2 separate regions of the Rattus norvegicus genome follow, and region 1 is linked to region 2. Evidence: chromatin contacts called from public Hi-C data. All regions are on one chromosome and are shown on one strand. Each heading gives the region's core, a stretch centred on a gene start, on an enhancer-like site or on the middle of the called end of the contact. The rest is flanking DNA. Distances are from core to core; before and after follow the strand shown.

What was found. Hi-C and Micro-C count contacts between places; a contact is called where the count stands out from the background.
Region 1: a contact with region 2 is called in a Hi-C map of Schwann cells, with 5 times the contacts expected there. The contact joins the promoter of Gls2 here to the enhancer-like site in region 2. A contact is called at or near these places in 11 of 12 Hi-C or Micro-C datasets (the A7r5 cell line, the Rat2 cell line, Schwann cells and 6 more) and 1 of 1 datasets of contacts at active chromatin or transcription factors (oligodendrocytes).

Annotation. Positions count from the first base shown.
Region 1 is chr7:1,199,698-1,204,845 of GRCr8, reverse strand. It overlaps Gls2 (glutaminase 2), which reads right to left and starts at 2,967. Exons shown (of 18, transcript NM_001270786.1): 1 at 2,550-2,967. The coding sequence starts at 2,731. It also overlaps a transcript of Rbms2 not described here.
Region 2 is chr7:1,163,127-1,168,210 of GRCr8, reverse strand. Rbms2 (RNA binding motif, single stranded interacting protein 2) reads left to right here. Exons shown (of 12, transcript NM_001025403.1): 2 at 2,046-2,206. Among named protein-coding and RNA genes, the nearest start is that of Rbms2, 19 kb to the left of the region's middle. Within about 2 kb of position 3,805, at least 37 of the 93 cell types and tissues checked have an H3K27ac peak or open chromatin away from gene starts, as enhancers often do. A contact at or near this core is called in Schwann cells and kidney, where this site is marked.

The sequences.
Region 1 (5,148 bases), core at 1,718-4,217, 37 kb before region 2:
GATACATATGGACATATCACGGTATTAACTAGTTATCTCTAATACTGGGATTTTTATTTTCATCTTTGATTTATCTAGGATTTGTTGTTGTTGTTCTAAGACAGGGTCTTTCTATTCAGGCTTGGCTGTCCTAGAACTTACTATGTAGTTCAGGCTGTCCTAGAACTCACAGAAATCTGCTTGCTTCTGCCTCCTGAGTACTGGGACTAAAGGTGTTTGCCACCACCACACCCAGCCTGGTCCCCTGAGAGGTCAGAACAAACCAGGTACCCTGGAACTAGAGTTATGGGTAGTTGCCATAACCACCAAGTGGGTGCTAGAAGATGAGCATGGGCCCTCTTCAAGAGTATCAAATACTCCAGGGCTGAAGAGTTGGCTCAGTGGTTAAGAGCAGTTGTTCTTGCAGAGGACCTGGGTTCAATTCCTACTACCCACATCGTGGCTCACAACCATCTAGTCTAGTTTCAGGGGAGCCAACGTCTCCTCTGACCCCAGCAGGTACCAGGCTTGCATATGGTACACGGACATACGTACAAAGCAAAACACCCATATATATTTAAAAAAGTTAATACATCAAGTGTGGTGGTGATGGCACACACTCTTAATCTCAGCACTGGGAAGTTCTGGCAGTGGCAGGAGGATATTTGTCAGTGTGAGGACAGTTTACTGAGTAAGTTCCAGGACCTCCAGGGTTACCCAGAAAAACCTTGTCTCTCTAGTACTCATCATAGTATTCTTTTTAGAAACAGAATGAAACAAAGCTAAGTGTTTTATTTTTAAGTGTTTCCTCAGGTTTATGTGTATGAATGCCATATGAGTGAGTGCCTGGGATTTACAGATGGTTGTGAGCCATCACGTGAATGCTAGAAATCAAACCCAGGTCCTCTGCCAGAGTAACAAGTGCTCTGAATGTCCAGGTCTCAAGCCTTACACTAGATATTTTTAAATAATCAGAATTACAATGTATCTCTTCTTTGCCAACCTCCTTTACCCTGGAAACACAGAAACCTCTCTCCTTCTGTTAATCCCTCTCCCCAGGGAGCCAAGGTTCAAGACCTTCACCAGTAAGTTTTCTGGAATACAAGCAGCCTCAAAAAACTAGGTTTTCTAAAAATATTCTGTCACAGCCAGGTAGTAGTGCTGTATGCCTTTAAACCCAGCAGTTGGGAGGCAGAGACAGGTGGACCTCTGAGTTAGAGGCCAGCTTGGGCTACAGGACAGCCCGAGCTACAGTCTCTCTTGAAAAAACAAACAAACAAACAAACAAACAACAAATTCTGTCACCTACTGCAGTGAATTCTGATGTGTAAAGGGGACTCAGGGATGCCTCTGGCTCCCCACCCCAAAACTGTACAAGGGGACTAAATGCTATTTGCTTATCCCACCATGTCTAGTTGGATGTCTGAGGATAACAAGATTTCATGCTCAGAAACACTTGAACCATGGGGGTAGGGAGAAAGCAGTCACCAAGCATTCCTGGGCAATGTGTGTGTTGGGGTTAAGGGGATCGACTTCCTGGGTTGAAAATGGGCCCAAAGGGGGAAAAACTCTTTAGTTCAGGGAGACTGAGCAACAGAATAGCTCTGACTGGTTTAGAAACTGTCTCATGGGGCTGGAGAGATGGCTCAGTGGTTAAGAGCACTGGCTCCGGGGCTGGGGATTTAGCTCAGTGGTAGAGCGCTTACCTAGGAAGCGCAAGGCCCTGGGTTCGGTCCCCAGCTCCGAAAAAAAGAACCAAAAAAAAAAAAAAAAAAAAAAAAGCACTGGCTCCTCTTCCAGAGGCCTTGAGTTCAATTCCCCTGCCACCACCACATGATGGCTCACAACCATCTCTAATGGGATCTGATTCCCTTTTCTGGCATGCAGGTGTACATGCAGACAGAGCACTCATATGCATAAAAATAAATCCAACTTAAAAAAATTGCCTCATGATTTTTTCATTTATGAATAATAAACATATCCCAGGACCAAGTTGGAAAGTTGATCTCGGTGTTTCACCTGCACGTAAGATATTCCACGGTTAAGCTCTGCTACAAAAACACTCTGGACACATACGCACATACGCGCGCATCAGCGATGACGCACACCACACATTACCCACTGACGACACGCAAAAACAAGAAACACCGCCCAAGCGCACTTGGACCTGGGGCAGGACGCTGTTCCATATCCGCAATATTCCCTAAAATACCAGGACCAGAGAAGAGAGGCTGGGGATGGGCAGGTGTGCACTCGTCCTTGCAAACAGACACGTGCACCAAGCAACACTCCGCGCCCATCTGCGTCCCCAAATAAGTACGCACCTTGGACAGGCATCATCTCGAAGACCGACCTGCCCAAACGCCCTCCCGGGCGGACAGCACCTGACCGCCCGAGCGCGGCGGACCCAAAGCCCCACATCTAAAGGAAAAGGCATCGCAGGGCTAGTAAGCGCGGAGAGGAGATGAGATGCGCTCGCTCTCTGGGAAAGGGGACTCCCAGAGAGCTAGCGAGAACGACAGTGGGAGTGGGAGCCAGTCTGTCCCCTGCCCCTGTCCCGCGAGCCTTACTGGTCCGAGTGCTGCGGCTGGTGGCTGTGCGGCGTCCCCCTGCCCTGCGCCGCGGCCTCACCGAAGTAGTACCGGACACCCCCGCCCAGGAGCGGGCCCCGGCTCGGGTGACCCCAGCCTCCCCTCTGGCCGTGGCTGCCCGCGCGGCTCAGCGCGTTCTGCAGAGCCCTCATGGAGCGCATGCCCCCAGCGCGCCGCCCGCTCGGCCCGGGAGCTGCAGACGTGCGAGCGGCGGCGAGGAGGGAGGGGCGGAAGAGTGGCGGCCGAGACTAGGAGCCCCGGGAACAGTCCCCCGGCCAGCGGAACCCGCAGTGGGGAGGGCCGGCCGGGTGGGAGGGGTTGGAGTCCGGGGAGGGGCCAGTCCGGGGCGACTTCGACCCCGCAGGTGCACTCATAGCCCCTTCACAGCCTCTAACACGGAGGCTCCGGGGTTCGAAGGAGGCAAGGATAGGGGCGGCTGGGCGGGGAGTGGGCGTGGTCAGGAATCAAATGGACAGGGACCGCGTCCAATCACTGAGGAGGAGGAACGCCGGGAGGCGGGAAAAGGCGCGGGAGGCTGGGACAGTCAGGACACCCGCGCGTCAGCTCTGTGGCTGGGACAGAATCAGCCTGTGCGCAGTCTGAGTTCGTGGAAACGCGTCAGGGCTGGGGACGATGCGCTCTGGTGCAGATGAAAATGCTACTCGGGAGAGAAAGATGAGAGCGAGCGGGATGCTGGAGCCAGGTAATGACCTTCGAGGTTCGAAGGCCCGGCGTGGCCGGTGCGCACTTCCAGGCTTCCCAAACAGTTACAGACGCGCGCTGGCGGTGAGTGGACATCCGGAAACAGCTCGCCGCACTTTAAAGCTGGGCGTCACGCAGCCCAGATTCTTATAGGTCATTTGGTGGCTGCGGTGGACTTAGAGTCTCTTCCTAAAGTTCTCTCTCTAAAGTTCACGCATTGAAATAAGATGGTGAACTCGAAACCTTTTTTTAAATTGTCGTTTCAGAGACAGGGTTTTGGGATTATAGCCCTTGCTGCCGTAGCAGTTTGTAGCCCGTGTTGACCTCGGGCCTTCTCAAATGCTGGGATTACAGGTGTGTGCAACACACACCACACACGCGCGCACACGCGCACACATACACATACGACAAAAAAAAGCAAAGAAACACAAAACATGTAAGTGCTCCCCCAATATGTATGTGTGTGTGTGTATGTATGTATGTATGTATGTATGTATGTATGTATGTATGTGTGTATGTATGTATGAAGACCGGGCTCCCGTATCTACTGGAACTCACTAGGTAGACCAGCCTGACCTCAAGCTCACAGATCCGCCTACTCCAGGCTCCAGAGAGCTGGGATTAAAGTTGTGTGCCGAGGCTGGAGAGATGGCTCAGTGGTTAAGAGTACTGACTGCTCTTCCAGAGGTCCTGAGTCTGAAGACAGCTACAGCGTACTCATAAACATAAAATAAAGAAACAATTCTAAAGTTGAGTGCCACCCGATCCTGGTCTGTGGTCTGTTTTGATCACTCATCCCAATCGTTCTCCTGGGCGGACAAAATGCACAAAAATTAGGAGAATTAAAGGTGTGGTTGTCATCACTCCTGCAGTCTAAGCACCAGGGATCTGGAGACAGGCCGGTCAGTAGTTCAAGGTCATCTGCAAGAGTCCAAGGCCAGAGAGACCAGCGTGGGTGGCAAGAGCTTTCACTCACATGACCCCTCGCAGCACCTTGGCTTAGTAGGAATTTTATTGAGTGTGTGTGATCCGCTAACCAGTTAGTTTATCTCTCTAGCAGTGGCCTATGAAGCGGTTTTACTAGGTTTGTTCTGAAAAAAGGAAACCAAATAGGAACCCAGAAGCCTTGTTGGGTAAAGGTGCTTGTTCCCAAGCCTGACGACTACTCAGAAGATGGCTCTCATGACCCCCACCCCCCAGATAAATAAATGGTTCTTTAAACTTCTATTTAAAAGAAAGTTAAGATTACTTGGGTAAGATAACCCAGAACTAGAAATTAGACAGAAATCTCCGATGACAAGCTTTGCCTCCACGCAGCCTCTTCCAAAATTGACAACTAAATTAGGTGTTCTCTGAGAGAGTACTGCGAACTGTCTCCTGAGGTGCCCAGGCTACCTTACAAGACATTTCATTTAACTTTTGAATTTAAATGACCAAGATACTGGCCAGGAGTGGTGGCCATACACTCCTTGTAGATCCCAACCTCTGAGAAGCTCAGGCAGCAGGATAGGTGTGCAAGCTCAGTGAGAGTGAGGCTATGCAAGGAGACCTTGCCACAAACAAAATGTAACCATGGGAAAGTAAACATCGAAACCTCGCTTCTGTGTATACATAGAACCACTTTGGAGGGTGTGTTTAGTTTGAAACCAGGTGAACCTTCTGTTTGTTTTTCCTTCTGTCCCCTCTATGGCTTATCTGCTCTCTTATCCAAAGAACTTCCTCTAATTCACAGACTGCAGTTTGCTGCCTGGCTCACTCCTGGCTTTTCAGATAGGGTGTCTCCTGGAGTGCCCTTTTACTTGCTATCCAAGGATACCCTTGAACCTCTGACCCTTCTGCTTCTACTTCAAGTGCAGGGATTATAGACCTAAATTGC
Region 2 (5,084 bases), core at 2,556-5,055:
TGTAACTCCAATAAAACCCATTGGTTTACCAAGTCAAATTTTGAAAGTTGAAGGCCCACCTGGGCCTCAAAATAAAAAGTAGAAAAGACTGAAGATGTAGCCCTTGCCTAACATATAGTCAAGACCTGGGTTCAATCCCCAGCACCACATAAATGAAAAGGCATTGTGAGATATTCCACTTTCTCTATTAATGACTCCTCACAGGACCAATCAGGACTTACATGGAATGGGGAATTCAAGAACTCACTGAATGACCGAAATACCCTAGAGGGTCTCATGAGCAATTAGTGGAGAATCCGTTACTGCACAGAGAATGTGGACCTTCCCTTATTTGGAAGTATTCTGACCGGAACTCAGGCAAAAGTACTCATTTATGTTGCACAACCTAGAGGCCACTAGCTTCAGGACACATCATGTGGATCAGTTATATGCAGGCTGAATTGGTGAGACTAGGTTTTAGGAATGTGATAAAGATATATATATATATGTCTCCTGTAAGTCGATTTCTCTCATCTTCACAAATACCTATGTCTACTGTGCACCAGGAACTATGATTCCACATGTGGAAAGGCTTTTCTCGTGCCCTGGGGCTAATGAGAAGTTAAGGGCCCCAGGTCAATAATGGATTTGGTGGCAGATGAGTGGCTACCAGAGCTTTGAGCTGTAGCTGGATGTCGTTGCCAGCATCCCACCTGGGTTGGTTGGTTTGTTTGAGCGGGGCACATCTCTCACTGAACCTGGGCCTGGATTTGGCTAGGCTGACTGGCCAGTGAGCTTACCTGTCTCCTAGTCTTCCTAGTGCTGGAATTGCAGATGTGTGTCACCTGGCTTTCTCCATGGCTGCTCTACTAAGGGTCTGAACTCAGTTCCACATGCTTCTATGACAGGCCCTTTATAACTGAGCCGTCTGCATAGCCTCAACATTTCTTGTTACTACCCAAGTTTGCAGCGTTCAACTTCCTACAGTATTGTGTGGGACTCTTTCGTGTTACCGCTTGAATTTTTTTTTTTTTTTAAGATTTATTCATTTAGGGGTTGGGGATTTAGCTCAGTGGTAGAGCGCTTCGGTCCCCAGCTCCGAAAAAAAGAAAAAAGAAAAAGAAGAGAAAAAAAAAGATTTATTCATTTATTATATATAAGTACACTGTAGCTGTCTTCAGATACACCAGAAGAGGGCACTGGATCTCCTTACAGATGGTTGTGAGCCACCATATGGTTGCTGGGAATTGAACTCAGGACCTCTAGAAGAGTAGTCGGGTGCTCTTAACCGCTGAGCCATCTCTCCAGCCCTTGAATATTTTTTGTGTTTAAATTATTTCTATCCTTTATGATCTCATAAGTTCTGGACTTGAGAGGCAGACCTTAAATTAACCACGTTCTGCAACCTGCTTATGCTTACAAACATCCTACCCTGATACAGTACACTCTTCTCCCAAGCAGGTTTATTCTATTCTTATTACTCCTGGCTGGTAGGTAAGATAGCTATCGCTATCTAGTCTATTCTTTTATAGTAGAAGACTTCTTATGGTTTTTATAGTTATTTTAATTTTTTTTTTTCAAAACAGGTACAGGGTTTCTTTGTGTATGCCTGGCTGTCCTGGAATTCTCTCTGTAGGTCAGGCTGGCTTCAAACCCACAGAGATCCAATTCCTTCTGCCTTACAAGTACTAGGATTAGAGGTGGTATTAAAAGAACCACCACTGCCTGTCTAAATAATTAGTATAGTATATTTTATATATTTATTGTGCGCATTTGTGCACACAAGTGTGTGCTCATGTGCGTGTCAGGGGGCATGCACAGTGCACATGTGGAGGTCAGAGGACAACTCCTAGGAGTCTGTTCTTTACTCCAGTATGCATCAAACTCTGCTGATGACATTCGGTGGTATGCACTTGACGTGCTGAGCCAGCAAGATGGCCTACCTTACACTTCTGTTTAACTGTTTTGTTCCCCTTGCTGTGTTTTGGTCTGTTTCCAGCCTTCCTCAGTCTGCAGCATGTAAACGCACTATCTTTCTGACCTTGTACCTTCATGTCTCCTTGCAGCTGTATGTGGCTCAGCAAATGGCACCTCCGAGTCCAAGGAACGGCACCCCTAACAGCAGCAGCGGGAGCGGTGGGAACGACCAGCTGAGCAAAACCAACCTGTATATCCGAGGACTGCAGCCAAGCACTACTGACCAGGACCTGGTCAAGCTCTGTCAGCCGTAAGTAGCAAATCCTAGTACAGAGGCTTGCAGGGTGGCACAGAGCCCAGTCACTGGCTTCTTGCCACATACTCTTAGCATGACTTGCAGTACCATGCTTCTGCCCCGAGGTCTCGGCGCATCCCGGGACGCCCACGTGCGGGGCTTTGGGTTTGTTTTTTCCGCTTTGTTGTGTTGAGACAGTGTCTCGTGGATCCTAGGCTGGTCTCAAACGAGATCAACATAAGGAAGAAAGGATGTCTTTGGGCTCAGACTGTGACCTTCAGTCCATTATGCTAGGGAGTTCAGGTGAAGGAGCTTGAGGCAGATGTCACATCACACCCACGACCAGGAAGAAAGGAAAATGGCTGCTTGCGGCTAGTCAGCTCCCTTTCTGCATTTATGTCATCCTGGATCCCACAGTGGTTAAGGCCCTCACAGCATGCTAGGTGCCTATCTCCCAGGTGACCTCAGACTCTGTCAAGTTGACAATTAACATGGACCCACAGAAATATTCACTTAATCTCCATGGGATGAATGCTTTTTTTTTTTTTTTTTTTTTGGTTCTTTTTTTTGGAGCTGGGGACTGAACCCAGGGCCTTGCGCTTCCTAGGCAAGCGCTCTACCACTGAGCTAAATCCCCAGCCCCGTATTTTTTTTTTTTTTAAACAGGGTATCATGTAGTCCAGGTTGGACTAGAACTCTTTATCTTCCTGTGTCTACCTCTGGGGTTAAAGGCATTTTCCACCATGCCTGGCTATATAATATTTTATTCATTTTAATTTGTATCCATTTTATTTACCTGCATGTTTATGTGCTTGTGTGAGTTTATGTGTATCTGAAACCAGCAGGCATCTGATGCTCTGGAACTGGAGTTACAAGCAGGTGCAAACCACTAAATGTGGATGCTGGGAATTGAATCCGAGTCCTGTGGAAGAGCAGCCAGTGAGTGCTCCTGACTGCTGAGCCATCTCTCCAGCCCCATACTATCTTTCTTGTTTATTTGTAGAGTCGTCTAGTTTGTTGTTGAAAGTATTGGGATTGTTACCAGTTTATGGCCACTAGTAATGCAAGCAGTATGCTGGAAACTTACCTCCTGGTGTGTGTGCCTGCCTCTGTGTGTGTGCATGTGCATGTGTGTGTGCCTGTGTGTGCGTTCGTGCCTGTGTAAAAATAAATCAAACAAGCGGAGCTATGGTTGTGCACAACTTCAATCCCAGCACTTGGGAGGCAGAGAAGACAGGTAGATTTCTGAGTTCCAGGCCAGCCTGGTTTACAGATCGATTTCCCGAGCAGCTAGGACTACACAGGAAATCCTATCTCAGAAATGAAATGAAATAAAAAAAGGAAGAAACAAATCAGTTAAATAAAAATGTAGGAATAAGTGCAGGAAGAAGGGAGATGAGTTGGGTGGATCCTGAGGGCGGGGAGGAGGGCCCCGCCTCTCTAAGAAGGGCGGGTTTCTCCTGCTCAGAAAGACTTCCTGCCTGTGTCCCAGGGATCTCTTCCCGGGTTGCTGGATCCCAAACTCTGGTGGGCCGGAAGGAGAGGTGTGGCCTGGGACTGGAACTTCTGGTTCTCTTGAAGGGCTCCTTCTGTGGAGCAGGAAGCAGCTCTGAGCCAGCTGTTACCAGCTGCAGTGGAAACTCTAGCTCAAAGTTTTAGGCCGCTGGGCCACAGCAGGCTCCACCCTGGGGCCTTGATGGGGATAGCAGCTTGAGTGTCCTCTGGCCAACAGTCACTAATTATGATTCTTTGCCTAAAAAAATCCAAGGACCACTGGTCCCCACCTCCTTGTAATATGCTCTTTCCTCGACCTCCAGGGCACCCCCAGCTTATTTTGCCTAATCTTTGGGTCCCAGAAGCTCCACTGAAAAAGGACAGGAGTGAGGTGGAAGCCAGGGGTTAAAAACAAACTAATCAATCATCCATGTTTTTTAGGATAAGAGGATAGATTTTTTTTTTTTTAAATGCTTGTTTGGAGAGTTAATCTCACATTTAGTTTCTGCCAACAGTTTCTCTTCAGCCCTTGAATTTCTGACTTTGTTCAGGGTTACTGCTCTGTCTCTGACATTTTCACACTCCTAGAATACAATGTAGCTGGTTTTTCCTACTAGGATGCTTCTGATGTAACCCAAGATCTGCACTCCTTCACCACTAGAGCTCCGCCAGCTGTGCAGGCCCCTGCTGCCAACAGGGTTTTCCAAAAAGCTGGAAAACACAAACCTCATAAAGTACAGAGTGAAAACACATCACAGACTAATTTAACTCATTCATAAAGGCAACAAGATGGAAAAACCAGGTCAAAGAGCACGAGGAGTTATTAGTTAGCACTGAAATGTTGGTGAGGTTTGGACACAGGAGGTCACAGGACTTGTCTGAGATCAGTTGTACTAGAAAGTAGCAGAGTTAGGATTTGAGACAAAGACATCAGGATCAGGCTGGCCTCCAGGTAAGGGATCAGTAGAATGTTGGGAGTAGGGAATCAGAGGAGGCACGTTTATTATTTTTAAAATGCTCATTTTTAAAATTGTATTATTTATTGTGTGGATGTTTTGCCTGCATGTATGTCTATGCACCATGTGCATGCATGGTGCCCGCAGACAGTTAGGAGCCACCAGGTCCTAGTGTTCTTACTTGCTTAGTCTCTAAATCTCTTTAGATTTATTTTTATTTTTATTTTTTTTTCAGAGCTGGGGACCGAACCCAGGGCCTTGCGCATGCTAGGCAAGCGCTCTACTGCTGAGCTAAATCCCCAACCCCCTATTTTTATTATTTTTAATAGAATGAATGATGTTTGTCTAAAAGAAAAGTAGAATCAAGAATTATTTCTGCTAGGTGGACGGTAGTGGTGCACGCCTTTGATCCCAGCACTCCGGAGGCAGAGGCAGGTGAATCT